2 separate regions of the Sus scrofa genome follow, and region 2 is linked to region 1. Evidence: chromatin contacts called from public HiChIP or PLAC-seq data. All regions are on one chromosome and are shown on one strand. Each heading gives the region's core, a stretch centred on a gene start, on an enhancer-like site or on the middle of the called end of the contact. The rest is flanking DNA. Distances are from core to core; before and after follow the strand shown.

Region 1 (6,946 bases), core at 607-3,106:
TTGATTAAATTTAAAATATTTAAAATTAAACCAGATATAAAATACGTGAATAAAAATGTCACCTTGAGTGCACATGAGAATATATGTCTCATGTTGGCTTGTTGGTGAAATAAATATATGAAAGCACAACTACCCTCCCAGAAGAAAGTCTGTGCCATGTGGATATAGAAACTCATACAGCTGTCCTCCTGGCTGTGGGGCAACTGAACATCCGGATTCCCCCCAAAATAGCTGTATTTACAGGATACTGCTGAACACCTAGACCCCCAGTTCCTGAGTCTTGAAGACTTCCTGCTCTGGACCACAGCTTTTCACTCCTGCATCATTCCGCATGAGAACTGCAAAGGATCCTCAGCAGCCACCACCAGGAACACGAGGACCAGAACACCCTCAGAGCGCTATTTTCAGGAAGGCCAGGTGAGGGCACCCAAGTACTGACCTCCTGAGCAGCCCAGTTGTAGCGCAGGACCCTGGCAGTGTAACCTACCGTGAGTTCTTCCCGACACACCAGGAGAGCCTGATGGTTCGCCTCTGGGTCACGGATGTGAGCCTTCTGCCTCTGGCTCTCGGCACTCGCTAACCACAGCAGCAGATTTTGACTCAAGTGGTGGAAATCCTTAAAAACAAAGACATGGGGAGTTCCTGTCATGGCTCAGTGGTTAAGGACTCCGACTAGGAACCATGAGGTTGCGGTTCAATCCCTGGCCTTGCTCAGTGGGTTAAGGATCCAGCATTGCCCTGAGCTGTGGTGTAGGTTGCAGACGCAGCTTGGACTCTGTGTTGCTGTGGCTCTGGTGTAGGCCGGTGGCTACAGCTCTGATTGGACCCCTAGCCTGGGAATCTCCATATGCCACAGGAGTGGCCCTAGAAAAGGCAAAAGGACAAAAAAAAAAAAAAAAAAAAAGAAATGGTTGCTTTGCTCTTAGAACTATGAGGGCAGGTGTGCTGGGAAGCAGCTTGCTGCTTCTAATCCATCATCATCGTCTGCTCTTCTGGTCTTTATCCAGTGAATAAAAGGGCCAGAGTTAAACTAAATGCCAGGCCCCAAACAAAGGACATCAGAAAAGGAGAACATGCTGGGCATAGACCCAGGACGCGCAAGAAGGGTTCTCTCAAGTGAAAAGTGCTGGCAGAAAGGTGGGCTTCAGAATGCTCCACCTGACATCACGTAGGGCCCACACAAATTATTCCACAAATTTGCTAATTCAATGGTCACGCGAGACACCCTGACAAAACAGGCTGCTCATGGGCTCACGATCTTGAAGATGGAATCAGAGCTAACCTGGGCTGGGCATTTACTATGTGTCAGGAGCTGGGTCAAGGTTACAGAATGTGGTCCCAAAAAGAATCCTGTGAAGCAGGCACTGGAATTATTCCCATCTTCAGATAAGAAAACTGAGTCTGAAATGTTCAGTGATTGGCCCACAGCCTCACAGCTATTAAATTTAGCTGCAGAGCTGGGTTCAACTGCTCCCTGTTCCAGGGCAAGATTGCTCAGTCACTCTGCTATCTAGCCTTCCTGGCGGAAGGATAGATTGGGGGGGGGGGCGATATTGATGTGACATCTCCAGCCTCCCAAGGAGCTAGCTGGCACCCTCTCACTATGAGCAGGTCTGCACCTGGGTGGGAAACAAATGCAGGGCAAGAAGCAGGTCTCTGAGACAGTAGGTGGGCCTCTGGAAACAGATGGGGAGCACATGCTTCCTAATATGAGCCATATTTGGCTGCATCCAAGTGGCCCGATGTTGATAAAAATATCTGCCTCTCCCACCCACGTGGGCCTGGCTGTGGGGCCTCCGGGTGCTGAGCTGGCATACCTGGCACTGCATGAGCGACTGTCGTAAGCCCTCCCTCCAGCTCTCCACCGCCTCCTGGGCCGCGTCCCAGCGCAGGCTCAGCTGGCTGACTCGATCTTGGAGCTCTTTGGAGTCGGCACTCTCGGTCTGCAGAAATTCCTTGCTGCTCACATTGACAGAGACCAGCAAAGCCTTGTGGGTGTTAAAGGCTTTTACTATCTCCTATGGAAGAGAGAAGAGACTGGGTGAGGTGCTCTCAAAACAGGGATGAGGATCATTTTGAACCTCAGTGGGGAATGGATCTTCCAAATCCTTCTCCAAGCCACAGCCCCAGATACGAGGGTGACGTCGCCTGTGACTGGCTGGGGAGCATCAGGGGAGGGAGCTGCCTTACAAGGTCACCAGCTTGGCTGGGCAGCTGACGGACTGAGAATGGAGGCCTGACTCCTGGAGGACTGGCTATACTGGGGGCATGAACAGACCCTGCTGACCTCCAGTTGGCTTCATGATGACATTTCCGAATCAGATTAAAAGTCTTCTGGGTAAAGCACCGTTATCCTAAATTTGCCCCTAATGTCCCAGAAGTGCCATTCTTTAGGATGAAGGGTAAGCACAAAGTAAAACAGTAGTACGTGCGTGAAGATGGCCTGGATACCCCTAACCCCTTCCCTGGGTTCTCCCAGGAGCCCGGGCTCATGTTCTGAGCACCCACAAAGTGTAGGCTCAAGGTGCACCCCCACCCACCATGGCCCGTCAGTTCCAATGGGGCAAGGGCTGACTGTGTGGGTGACAGAGCCTAACTGGGTAGCAGAGTAACCATCTCAGGCCACTGAACTCATCAATAGGTGAGCTGTCCTACTCCCCCACCCCAAATGTGCCACCCCTGCTCCTGCCTGTACACATTTGGAAGGGTGTTTTAAGCGGCCTGCCCATTGCCGCTAGTGCCTCCAGAAGAGTCTTGAGGCACCTCTGAGGTCAGAGCAGAGCCACACCTCCCCAGCACTGCTCTGGGCTTTGGGATCATCTGCAGGTGCGCCTCTGAAGAAAACACAAGCCTGCATCCGTGTCTCTGCCAGTTACAGACATGAAACAGAGGAGATGGACTGGTACACACACCATGCCCCAGTCGACCCTGATGCCACTAACAGATCAGACGTGCTCACCAGCACCACCAGCACTTACACCCGCCCTCACTCACCTTCAGCCTCTTCACTCGGAGTTCTATCTCCTGCATATCAGAGGGAGGCTCTGCCAACTTTAATGTCTCCAACTCTGCTTCAGTTTTTTCCAGCCAAGTGGTAATGTCGCTGATACTGGAGTTAAGCTGCTGCAAGTTTTGCTTTATTCTGAGTTTCTTGTGAAGTTCTTGTGCTTGGATCAGCTCCCATCTATCAAAGTCACCTGGAATAACAAGCCGCCAACAAAAAGAAGCAATCACGCAAGTAGATTTCTCTGCTTCCACCTAATTCAGGGTCACAGTGATAAAACCCATCAGGGATGCTGGTTCCAAGAGGCCCGGGGTTTGGAGGCTATCAACTTCCCTTGGTTGTGGAACAGCATGTTGCCCTCACTCTGGTTCAAGGCTGGGGCCGCTGCATTCCCAACAAAGGCTGGAACCAGGTGGGGGGCAGCTAGGAGGCCCAACATGTTGCCAACAGGTGCTGTACTCCCCATATGGTGCTCCAGTTCCTGCTGGTTTTTTTTTTTTCCTTTCTTTTTTTTTTCCCCCTTAGGGCCGCACCCACAACATATGGAAGTTCTCAGGTTAGGGGTTGAACTGGAGTTACAGCTGCCAGCCACATCAATGCAGGATCTGAGCCATGTCTGCGACCTACCACCGCACACAGCAATGCCAGATCCCTGATGCACTGAGCGAAGCTAGGGATCAAACCTGCATCCTCATGGATACCAGTCGGATTCGTTTCAGCTGTGCCATAAAGGGAACTCCCTTCCTGTTTTGAGGGGCTTTCTCCTTGTGTCTGTGAATGATCAGGTCAATGCAACGAGTATGACTTTAGGCTCAGCTGAGTCATTGCCTTTAGGGTCTCCCAAGGAGATGCCCAATACAACTCTTTATTTTCTTCACATCTGATCTTTACATACAAGTGAGGTCACACAGGTGAAAACAGGCCCTTCATCACATGAGGCTCAATTTATCAATATTTAAGGAATAGTTTCCGAAGTAAAGTGAACAGCCTAGGCATTTGTCCATAAATACAAGTCAGCTGATTCTAAAATGACATTGGCTGCCATAGGCCCAGTTCAGCAGTTTTGGTGAGTAACACAGTCCATTCCTAATTAATGTTCCATTGAGCCATGACTTAAAGTAAATGCCCAGCTAGCCCAAAACTCAGTCTACCTCTATACCAACTGCCTGATTTCGCCGTACCTGACTGCTGCCTGGTGAGGGGAGCCAAGCCCTCATCTTCCTGCCGGGGGTTGCCATTCAGGGCTCTTGGATCCTCTCTGCCACCACCGGTGACTGGGGACAGCAGCAGCTTTACCTAGATGGGAACACTTTTTATGTTACCATCTATACATTTTTTTCACTTAACATTTAATAGTTTATTGGTATAAATGTTCTATTATATTACCAGTTATTGTTGTCCATCTGTTACCATGCCTTGTTTATAAATTAAATTTATCACAGGTATGCATGTAAAGGGAAAAACACAGTATAAACAGGGTTTGGTACCACCTGTGGTTTCAGGTACCCATTGGGGTTCTTGGAATGAATCCCCCATGGATAAGGAGGGACTTACTGTACTTTGAGTTCTATATTTTTTTTGAATTTCTATTTTACTTTTATTAAAGTTGATTTATAGTGTTCTGTCAATTTCTGGTGTACAGCACAGTGACCCAGTCATACATACATACACATTCTTTTTCTCATATTGGCCTCCGTCATGTTCCATCACAAATGACTGGATATGGTTCCCTGTGCTGTACAGCACGACCGCATTGCTTATCCATTCTAAATGCAATAGTTTGTACCCACCAACCCCAAACTCCCAGACCATCCCATTTCCTCCCCTTCCCTCTTAAAGGCTGTCTAAAGAATGTCTTGGTTCATATTAACAAGTGAGAAATGATGAGAGCCCTTCTCTTCACAGGGTAACTGGCTGGTAATACAGAGGTGCTTCAGTGTCCAGGGAGCATTTCTAAGCATGCAGAGCTGAGGGCAGAATAAAGCCTCAGCGGAAGCCCAGGGAGGGGGACGTAGGTGAGATGTCAATATTGGGAATAAAATGGCCTGATTTGATTTGAGGCTAACGTTCCTCAAATGAACCATGCAAAAAGAGTTACAAACAATCGTTGAGCTTACCAGACTGTTTTTATGTTAGCACTTTTACATTTGCAGTGTTTTACAAAATTTTAGTTACTCTCCCCCAAGCCTCAGCCACTCTGTGGAGCTGGTTGGCATTATTATCACTGGCAATTGGGAACACACAGAGGACACATCTGTTTCCTACAGTCACTCATTATCAAGCATTTATCTCTCACTGCAAGTATTGACTCTTCCGTTATCAATGGGCAGCTGCTGCTGTCCCCAGCTTTTCTGAAAATGTATCTGTTTTAGAAAAAAGTCATGCTTTTCTTTGTATTGTGTCCATAAGGCCTACTTGTGTGGAATGAAAAAAAGCAAACCAGCCTTTAGATTTGTGGCTGTGCATGTGCGTGCGTGCAGATACAGACACACACACACACACACACACACACACACACACACACACACACACACACACACACACACACACAGACGGGCTGAGCTTTTGAAAGGGACCAGGTGAGGAACACAAACTCAGTCACCAAGAGAGGCCAGACCACCTGACCTTGGATATAAGGTAAAGACGAGGTGCTGGGGCCTTTCTCCCAGGGCTAATAGGTCTTGTCCTACACCCACAGAGGAACAGATTGAAAGTGACAACTGCTTGCTGAACAAGAGGAAGGTTTCTGAGTTGGGCACAGATATCCATTATCAAATGACTGGGATCTGACCATGGGTAGGCAGAGTCTTTGCCAACTATCTAGCGACAGTCAATTCTTACACAGAGAGGATACTCTGAGGATTAACTAGTCATGCTCACATCATTTATGATTTCTCCAAGAGATGACACAGAAAATGTACAAGACATTTTAATTTCAACTTGCTCGTCACTAATTCTCTGTACTGAGAATGATCTGGGTCCAACATGAAATCCCAGGCTGGCTGGCCTCCAGCAGCTGCAGAGTCAGAGCATGCCAAGGACTCATGTTGCCTGAGGAAACTGTAACCAAGAAAGAACAGTTCCTGGTATAAACAGCAATAACAAACCAGCTATCGTAGTGATGACAATGATAATAATAATAGTGACCACTTCTGAGGGCCTTCTTTACACCTTCAAACACATTAATGCCAACAATGATGATGTAAGGTAGGCTTATCCTCAGGTTAGGAAAGCTTACGGAGGCCAGGTGAGGTGTTTATGGCCCTAGAGCATTTACTGGTAGGGCTGGGAGTCAAACCCATGTCCACCATAGTACACTGTCCAATTTTTTTGAATACGAAGTTACAATTTTTTGTTTTGTTTTTGCTTTTTAGGTCTGCACCTGTAGCATATGTAAGTTCCCAGGCTAGGGGCTGAATCGCAGCTGTAGCTGCCGGCCTATGCCACAGCCACAGTAACATGGGAGCCAAGTTGTGTCGGTGACCCACACCACAGCTCATGGCAACACCAGATCCTTAACCCACTGAGCAAGGTCAGGGATTGAACCTAAATCCTCATGCATACTGGTCGGGTTGGTAACACACTGAGCCACAAAGGGAACTTCCCAATTTTTTGAAAAGGATCTATAGTCAAGGCAAATATAACAAAGGTCTTAGAATGCATGTATATATGTGTAAGTGGGCCACTTTGCTGTACAGCAGAAATTGACAGAGCACTGTAAATCAACTATAATAAAGAAAATTAAAAGCAAAGCAAAGGTTTAGGTCAGGGGCAGCTCAGGAAAGCCAGCGCACTGCTTTTCTGCTGTTTGCACGGATGACTAACTCAACAGCAATATCACTGTCACACTGTGTCTACACTGAAAGAAGGTGTTTGGCCAGACACCTATGGCTAAGCCTAGCATTTCTGCCAGAGTTCTAATGAAGTTGGGACAGTTCAGAA
Region 2 (7,786 bases), core at 4,436-6,935, 97 kb after region 1:
CCTTCATTTTTGTTACTGCTGAGGAAAAGCACCTAAAGCACAGTTGCTACCTGTGTCTGAAGAGTATTTGCTTCTTGACGCAGGTCTTCAAGTTGGGTGGTGTAAGTTTTCAATTCTTCAGGTGTGGGAGATCTAAAGTTATAGACGCTCACACTGGGTAGAACACTCATATTTGCAGCAATCTGTTTGAAAAAGGGAAATCCTATTACAAAGAGTTTGAGATCGTGTTAATGTTAATGTAAAACATCAAGGATACCTTAACGGGCTATCTTCTGAGTTACCTTCCTTGGTAATGTTTTTGTCTACTTTGTCATTTATAAGAAAAAATAATTAACTCATTAAATTAAATTTTAAATATTGTGGACAGCTTTAAAAAGTCATGACAGGCTTTCCTTAGACACTTGAGGGTCCATTTAGATAATGAGGGGAAAACTCTAATTTGAAAAACAGAGCAGGAGTTCCCATCGTGGTTCAGTGATTAACGAATCCGACTAGGAACCATAAGGTTGCAGGTTCGATCCCTGGCCTTGCTCAGTAGGTTAAGGATCTGGCGTTGCCGTGAGCTGTGGTGTAGGCTGCAGATACAGCTCGGATCCCGAGTTGCTGTGGCTCTGGTGTAGGACGGCGGCTACAGCTCTGATTCAACCCCTAGCCTGGAAGCCTCCATATGCCGGGGGAGTGGCCCAAGAAATGGCAAAAAGACCAAAAAAAAAAAAAAAAAAAAAAAAACACACACAAAAAAAGAAAAGAAAAACAGCAGAATCACTAATCTTTCAATTTAGTAGTGATACTCCCCCTGTGTCAGGTTAGTTGTTTCTTTTCCCATTTACTAGTAGACTCCTAGCATATAACCAACTCCTAAAGTAGAATAGAGTCACCTCCAAAGTCTGATTTGCATCTTGATTTGTTATTGAAAAGCTAAATAATTACCGAAAGTGATCTGTGACTTCAGAAAGGAAAAGGATACAGTTAATTTCTTTCCCAAATTGGAAAACTAACATATATGAAGAAATAGGATGGGGTAGTAGATGAATTCACCAGGTGGGAGGGTGGAGAATCCCCTCTTGGAGAAAGAACAACATGCATGTCATGGTGTGCAGGACAAGGAGAAACAAAGACTATGGACTATGGCCCTGGCCTACCCATGAACTGGAGTCATCTGACCAACTTTAAATGGTCAAATGAGGTTACTGGCAGAATAGAAGAGAAATGAAAAGTTCCCAGCAGACTAGGGAATTGGGAATTCATCAGTAACCTTTGCCTAGGCAATCTGAGTGCAAAGTTGAAGTCAGAAGCTTGACTGCTGGGAGCAATGGTGCTCTTCTGCTCAGTGGCTCCCTGCTTAAGAGAGAAATCCACAATAGCTGGAACAGCATGAATATACCCTTGTAATGGCAATATAAGGCATGATAAGGTGTGCAGGTGAGAATACCTATAGACAGGTACCATCAGCCAGGGGCTGGCACACTGCACATTCCAAATAATCTTTTGATGGACGAATGACACACATATAGCACTATATCATTTTTTTTTTTTTTGGTCATCCCCACGGCATGCAAAAATTCCCAGGCTAGGGACTGAACTCAAGCCATAAGCAGTAACCTGAACCACAGCAATGAAACCAGCTCTTTAACTACTAGGCCACCAGGGAATGTATGTTTTTCACATATATTATTCATTACATTTATAGTAACGGCAATTTTATGATGTTTCAGGTACTGTGCCAGGCACTCAAATGTGAACCAGGCAGACATGGTCTTTCTTCTCATGCCTTGTAATGGGCAATGTAGACAAATCAACAGGTGCACAGTGGATCAGGATTAGGGAAGCCCAGAGTGCTTCTGTGCTACAGGGGAACTGAAGAGGAGCACAGACTACAGATTTACAGGAAGGTGAACAGGGACAACCAACTATGAAAATCCTGCTGGCATCTTTGCTTTCTGCAAGTAAACTACTACACAATGCAGAACACGCATGCATGTTTAATAAATGCTTATTGTATTTTCAAAGACACAAACACGTTCCTCTATACTGTGTGCACACAGGCTGACCTGGGGCTGCACAGGCTGAGGTGGAGGGAGCCTTGTCTTTGATGAGAGTTCATGATGTAAATATTGCCACTTATCTCCACTTTGGCCCTGGGCTGACAAGACCGAGTCTGGAGCATCATTTTCAGGGCTAGATGCTTTACTGCTTTTAAGGGAAAACAAAAGGTGAAAAGAATAATCATCATACACAAATTTTATTACATTCGGATAATGTTTTATAAGTGATAGTAAAACAAACACTCCTGATTCTCCCAACCATAAAACTACTGTATAATGTCTAATTCTTTAAAAATACTTGCCTCACAGATGATGTCTGAGTCGTATCCTTAGCATGTTGGCAATACTGGACCCACATTTTGTTAGCATTAAATTCTATGAATTTGATTAAATCATTCCGTTCCATTGGTTTTAACTCCAGAACCTATAATTGAATAGGATTCAAATGGTCCAATGAATCAAAGTTTTCAAATAGCACCCAAAGGTTTCCTTGGTTGGGATCATGTGATTTGGAACCACTTCCTAAATCATTATTTACTTCTCTTCCTTGCTTGCTTGTTCTCATTAACTTTTATTTTTCAAAAAACTATTTAAAACAGTCTTACAGTGACCAAGTATTGTTTGCTATATACTACACACATGGAAAATCACCAAAAATATACTAATATATTTTGAAACAATAGGGAAAGAAGTGTTGGAGTTACAGAGGTTAAGTTTACTCTGAAGACATTTGCTTAGTGCGGTGTAAGTGCAAGTTAATGGAGTTCCTGTCATCGCGCAGCGGAAACGAATCCAACTAGGAACCATGAGGTTTTGGGTTCAATCCCTGGCCTCGCTCAGTGGGTTAAGGATCCAGCGTTGCCGTGAGCTGTGGTGTGGGTCGCAGAAGCAGCTCAGATCTGGAGTTGCTGTGGCTCCGGTGTAGGCCGGTGGCAACAGCTCCAATTAGATCCCCTAGCCTGGGAATCTCCATATGCTGCGGGTGCAGCCCTAAAAAAGATGCAAGTTGTTAAAGCAGCCACACACACAAGTTCAAGTGTCCCCAGATGTAGTAGATGAAAACAAAGTAGGTGCTGTAGCAAACACTCAAAACCCCGAGGTGCTGCACACCCACACATTAAACTTTCTATGAAGTCACATAAGAAAACACTCCCATGGCTGGTCAGTTTTTATTTCAATGGGAAATTCCATGTAGAAACCTTTATTCTTATCCTTATAACTGTTGGGCTGAAATTACCTGTTGTTGTTGGAAATCTTTTTGTCTGCTGAATTGTGGCCTTTCAGTTACAATAGATTCAAATTCAGAAAGGTTATCTGGTTGGAGAACTTTCTGATGCTCTGAAGATTTCTTTAGAATGGTAGAATTCTGCAAAACATTTTATGACGGCAGGCTATTTATTTACAATGGTGACCCACTTTATTTCAAATCCAGTAAGACTACAAAATGGAACATTTCACAGGAATTAAATGATTATATTCTGTTAATTATAGTAATTACATACTACGATTTAATGTATTTATTTCATAAGAACTCCAAAACCCACTACAGTTGATGACGTGATCATTTTATCATTTTCTCAACTTAATTCCTCCTATAAATTACTAAAAGCCAGGAAATCCATTGCCCTTTTTTCTTAGAGCAAAATGAAGAAAACAGACATAGTATTATGCTTTTGAACTCAAATTTCCCCTATGTCTAAAGTAGACATTTATCATACATTAGTAGATATTTTTTAAAGAGAGAGAACATATGAGGATAAAAGGGATTCCATATAGCCGGTGTAGCTGAAGCTGATCTTATTTCTGTGAATGCAAGTCCTGTAAGTAGAAACCATCATCTTATAAGTAGAGATGTAAATCTTACATAGTAAGATCCTACTCATAGAGCATATTTGCATTTATATACACAGAATGCTTTTAAAAGTCACTAGAACACTTTAACTGTATGGTACTTTGATCAGTATATATAAATATTTTAAATGAATAACAAAAGTACCCTGGAAACAGGTTTTTGTGTTTCTGATGTCAAATTTTAAGCTTATCTATAAAGAATTCATTTTCCAGTCAATTGGAGTCACACAATTCATTTAAAATACATATTTCTTTTATGAGGAAGGCTTGCATGGACTTCAGTATCAGCAAGAACAAGCTACCCAGTCAAGCCAACTCCAATCAATACCATCACTAACAACAACCTAGATGGAAAAACTGCACAGCAAAATGAAACCAACAACAAAATCCAGGGCAGCCATTCCTGACAGCTTTCTGAGGCTTAATTCTTTCTCACTTAGAATAATTCCTCTGTAGGTATTTCCTTACCTCCATCCAGAGTTCTTACTGATGGATCCATCTGAGCGTATACATACATGTCCATCTACCCATGTGTCTGTCTACATACATATCTGTACACAGCCATACTTTACCTGCTCCTCATTGTATTTCTCCTGAAGCATCATCTGAACTTTTTCCAAATTGCACTTCACAGTTTTTAGTTTCAAGGAAAGTGCTTCCGCCTCCTGTTGAGTGGCCCCGCTATCCCCCAGGCCCTGATCTTTGCAGTTCTCTAACAGAGAGGCAACCTTGTGCTCAATCTCTGTCAGCATAGCCTAGGAAATAAAATCATCTAATTATTCATAGTTTTAATCCTGAATAAGCATTACACCCCAAAATAAGTTAGGTTTACACTCTCTACCTAAGTGGATAGAAGAACTCCATGGGAGTTCCCACTGTGGCTCAGCAGTAACGGACCCAACTAGTATACATGAGGATTCAGGTTCAACCCCTGGCCTCACTGTGGGTTAAGGAGCCAGGGTTGTTGTGACCTGTGGTCTAGGTTGCAGACATGGCTCGGATCCCACGCTGTTGTGGCATAGGCTGGTAGCTGTAGCTCTGATTCGACCCCTAGCCTGGAAACTTCCATATGCCGCAACTTTGGCCCTAAAAAAAAAAAAAAAAAAGTACCGGGAACACAGTTTGGAAGGGACTTTGGGGGGAAAAAACCCTCCACATAATCCCTCTGGTTTTCAATCCCAGGACAACCAAACCAACCCCAAATTGCAGTGGTCACTCTCTTAAATAATCTAAAACCAGTTATTCTACATTCCTTTTAGAAAATATGGCTGAGTGTACCCAGTACCCCACAGTGGTTAAGAACAGACACTGGAACTGTACTACTTGGGTTCAGATCCCAGCCCTGCCAGTTAGTAGCTGGGAAAACTCGGGCACCTTACATTGTGTGGTTGTGCCTCTAGCCATCTGTAAAATGGGGACAATAACAGAATTTAACTCCTGGGGTCACTTTGAGAGGCTAGAGTTAAATCCACATACCTTGGGCAGTGCTTGATTCATCGTCTGTGTCAACTATCATTATATTTCCCCACCTTTCTAACCTTTTTCTGTTGCAATCCAAGTGTTGAGTGGTATTAAAAAAAAAAAAAAAAAGAATTCCAGAGAATCCTTCGAAAATTCTTCCCCATTCTCTTTTCCTGCTCTTTCTCAAGCCAAATAAGCTTCTAAAATATTAGAAGAAGACCACAGAAAACATAACCAGGAAGCTAAAACACTTAGTCATTGATACAGCTGGCCAACTTATAGCTGGGCCTAAAAATAAATCAGGAGGATGAAGTAAGTTTCCCAGTAAGTCACCGTCATTGTTTTCCTCCTCAGCAGATCAAGTTTGCCCTCTCCTGAGGCTCAGTAGCCTCAACATAGTAGCCCAACTGGCTGGGCACACAAGTAGAGCAGCAGCGTTCAGATTCGCATTCCAGCAATGTGACTACTTGTGCTAAAATCATGTGTGACTAAGAGCAAGTTTAAGTCCTTGGGAGAAACTTAAGGAAATACTTTAAATACTTAATTCTTTTTGTTTTGTTTTCGTTTCTTTGTTGGTTTTTTTTCTTTTCAGGGTCACACAAGCAGCATATGGAAGTTCCCAGGCTAGGGGTCAAATTGGAGATGCAGCTGCCAGCCCACACCATAGCCACAGCAATGCCAGATCCGAGCCACATCTACAACCTACACCACAGCTCACGGCAAAGCTGGATCCTTAACCCACTGAGTGAGGCCAGGGATTGAACTCACGTCCTCATGGATACTAGTCAGGTTCTTAACCCGCTGAACCACAACGGGAACTGCAGAAATACTCTACTCTTAATATAAATTTTCAAGTAACAAACTTAAAACATCTCCATCCAAGCAAATTACTTGTATCCTCCATCTATAGACTCTTCTAAGCATGAACAATACGAGCACAAAGATTTTAGAGTGGCTATAAACAAAGTACACTGTAATATTATGCTCTTTCTCCATAATGTATACTTTTCCATGTATCTACATACGTGTGCTTCATGATTCCCATTTTAATAGCTGCAAGTGAATATTGCAGATTCTCTTCACCTTCCTATCATTAAGTCTTTAAACCATCTCCAGTTCTTCACTTTTGTAATCAATGCTGGCGTATTTTTCTCCTTTTGGGGTTATTTTCAGAGGGTAAATTTAAAGTAATGGGATTATTGGGCTAAAAAGATGCACATTTTATCTGCCGATAGTGAACTCCCCCCAACATTTAACTAAATTGGCAGACATTAGTGAATCTATTTCTCCAGAGTTTTCCAGGATGAAATAATTTTTGTCAAGGTAATGTAGGAACAAAACAACAGTTGTTTTGACTCATATGTCTTTAATAATCAAGGCTGAATATTTCCTTTCAAATATTAAGTTACTGCATATAATTTTTTCTTGACTGCTCTCTTTGCTCCTATCCTTTGGAGATTTTCTCTGGGAACTTAGTGTTTTTACAGACCACTCTAAGGCTTTTTACAGGTTTCAGTATTAAACCGTATGGCCAGGTGTTATGCAAATGAGTCAAAGTCGGCCCCTATATATTGACTCTTATGTTGTTTATTTCTTCACAGCGGGTGAGGACATTAGCTCATATTTCACTGGTACCAGACTCACAACTGGACCCCCACCTCTGCGAGCTGTGGTGAAGACAAGCAGGTGCTCTAATGCCCTACCTCTGCTGTCCTTCAGAGCTCCCTGACATCACCTAGACACAGAAGCCCCTCTGGATCCCCATTCCCCTGGAGCCCCCTGTCTCTTCCCCTTGTGGGTGGTGGCCCCACCAGCCTCTTGCCAAAGCCTCTGGAAGGTCTCCTGCCAATGAGAGACCTCCAAGTCCCTCCAGATCCCTCCAAAATGCTGCTGAAAAAAGCTCCCTATGTGCTACCGCCCCCTTGTGGCCATGTCTTTTCCCAGAGCAGCCCTCAAATCCTTGGACTTGATACCAGTGGCCAGATGGGATTCGGGTGATGATCAAGGAACTAACTGGCTTTGGAGTCTTCTCAGGCAGAAGGATGATTGATTGGAAGATCACTTCAGATGGCCTTAAGTGCCTGGGTCTCAACAGGTGGAAGGCTGCAAGTTCAGATCAGAGGAGCGCTGCTCTGTGCCATATTACACTCTTTTCTACACTCCCCTGCATCTCATCAGCTAGGCCATGTGGTGGTGGTAGGATCTGAATAAACCCATGCCTCAGAGTGACTTCTGGGGTGAGAAGTGCTGAGCTGCCCAGGGCAGAAGGTCAGCCTACTCACTTGGGTCGCATGAGGCAGGTGCCAGATGCTGTTAAGACTGTGGGTCTGAATGAAAAAGGGAAGGAGTCGTGGCCTCAGGCCAAGGTGGGTCTTCCCCCCACCCTGTAACTTCCTATAGTGGACGGAGCTCCCTGTGGGCAGGTCAGA

Evidence for each region. HiChIP or PLAC-seq counts read pairs in DNA pulled down with a chosen protein or histone mark.
Region 2: a contact with region 1 is called in an H3K27ac HiChIP or PLAC-seq map of skeletal muscle. The contact joins two enhancer-like sites. A contact is called at or near these places in 8 of 47 Hi-C or Micro-C datasets (embryonic fibroblasts, fetal heart ventricle, heart right ventricle and 2 more) and 1 of 2 datasets of contacts at active chromatin or transcription factors (skeletal muscle).

What each region holds. Positions count from the first base shown.
Region 1 is chr1:193,915,630-193,922,575 of Sscrofa11.1, forward strand. It overlaps SYNE2 (nesprin-2), which reads right to left. Exons shown (of 117, transcript XM_021074116.1): 110 at 4,186-4,300; 111 at 2,995-3,197; 112 at 1,818-2,018; 113 at 488-616. Among named protein-coding and RNA genes, the nearest start is that of ESR2, 75 kb to the left of the region's middle. Within about 2 kb of position 1,857, at least 14 of the 83 cell types and tissues checked have an H3K27ac peak or open chromatin away from gene starts, as enhancers often do. A contact at or near this core is called in skeletal muscle, where this site is marked.
Region 2 is chr1:194,008,931-194,016,716 of Sscrofa11.1, forward strand. It overlaps SYNE2 (nesprin-2), which reads right to left. Exons shown (of 117, transcript XM_021074116.1): 68 at 4,469-4,651; 69 at 3,283-3,411; 70 at 2,348-2,469; 71 at 2,052-2,193; 72 at 51-182. Among named protein-coding and RNA genes, the nearest start is that of ESR2, 170 kb to the left of the region's middle. Within about 2 kb of position 5,686, at least 6 of the 83 cell types and tissues checked have an H3K27ac peak or open chromatin away from gene starts, as enhancers often do. A contact at or near this core is called in skeletal muscle, where this site is marked.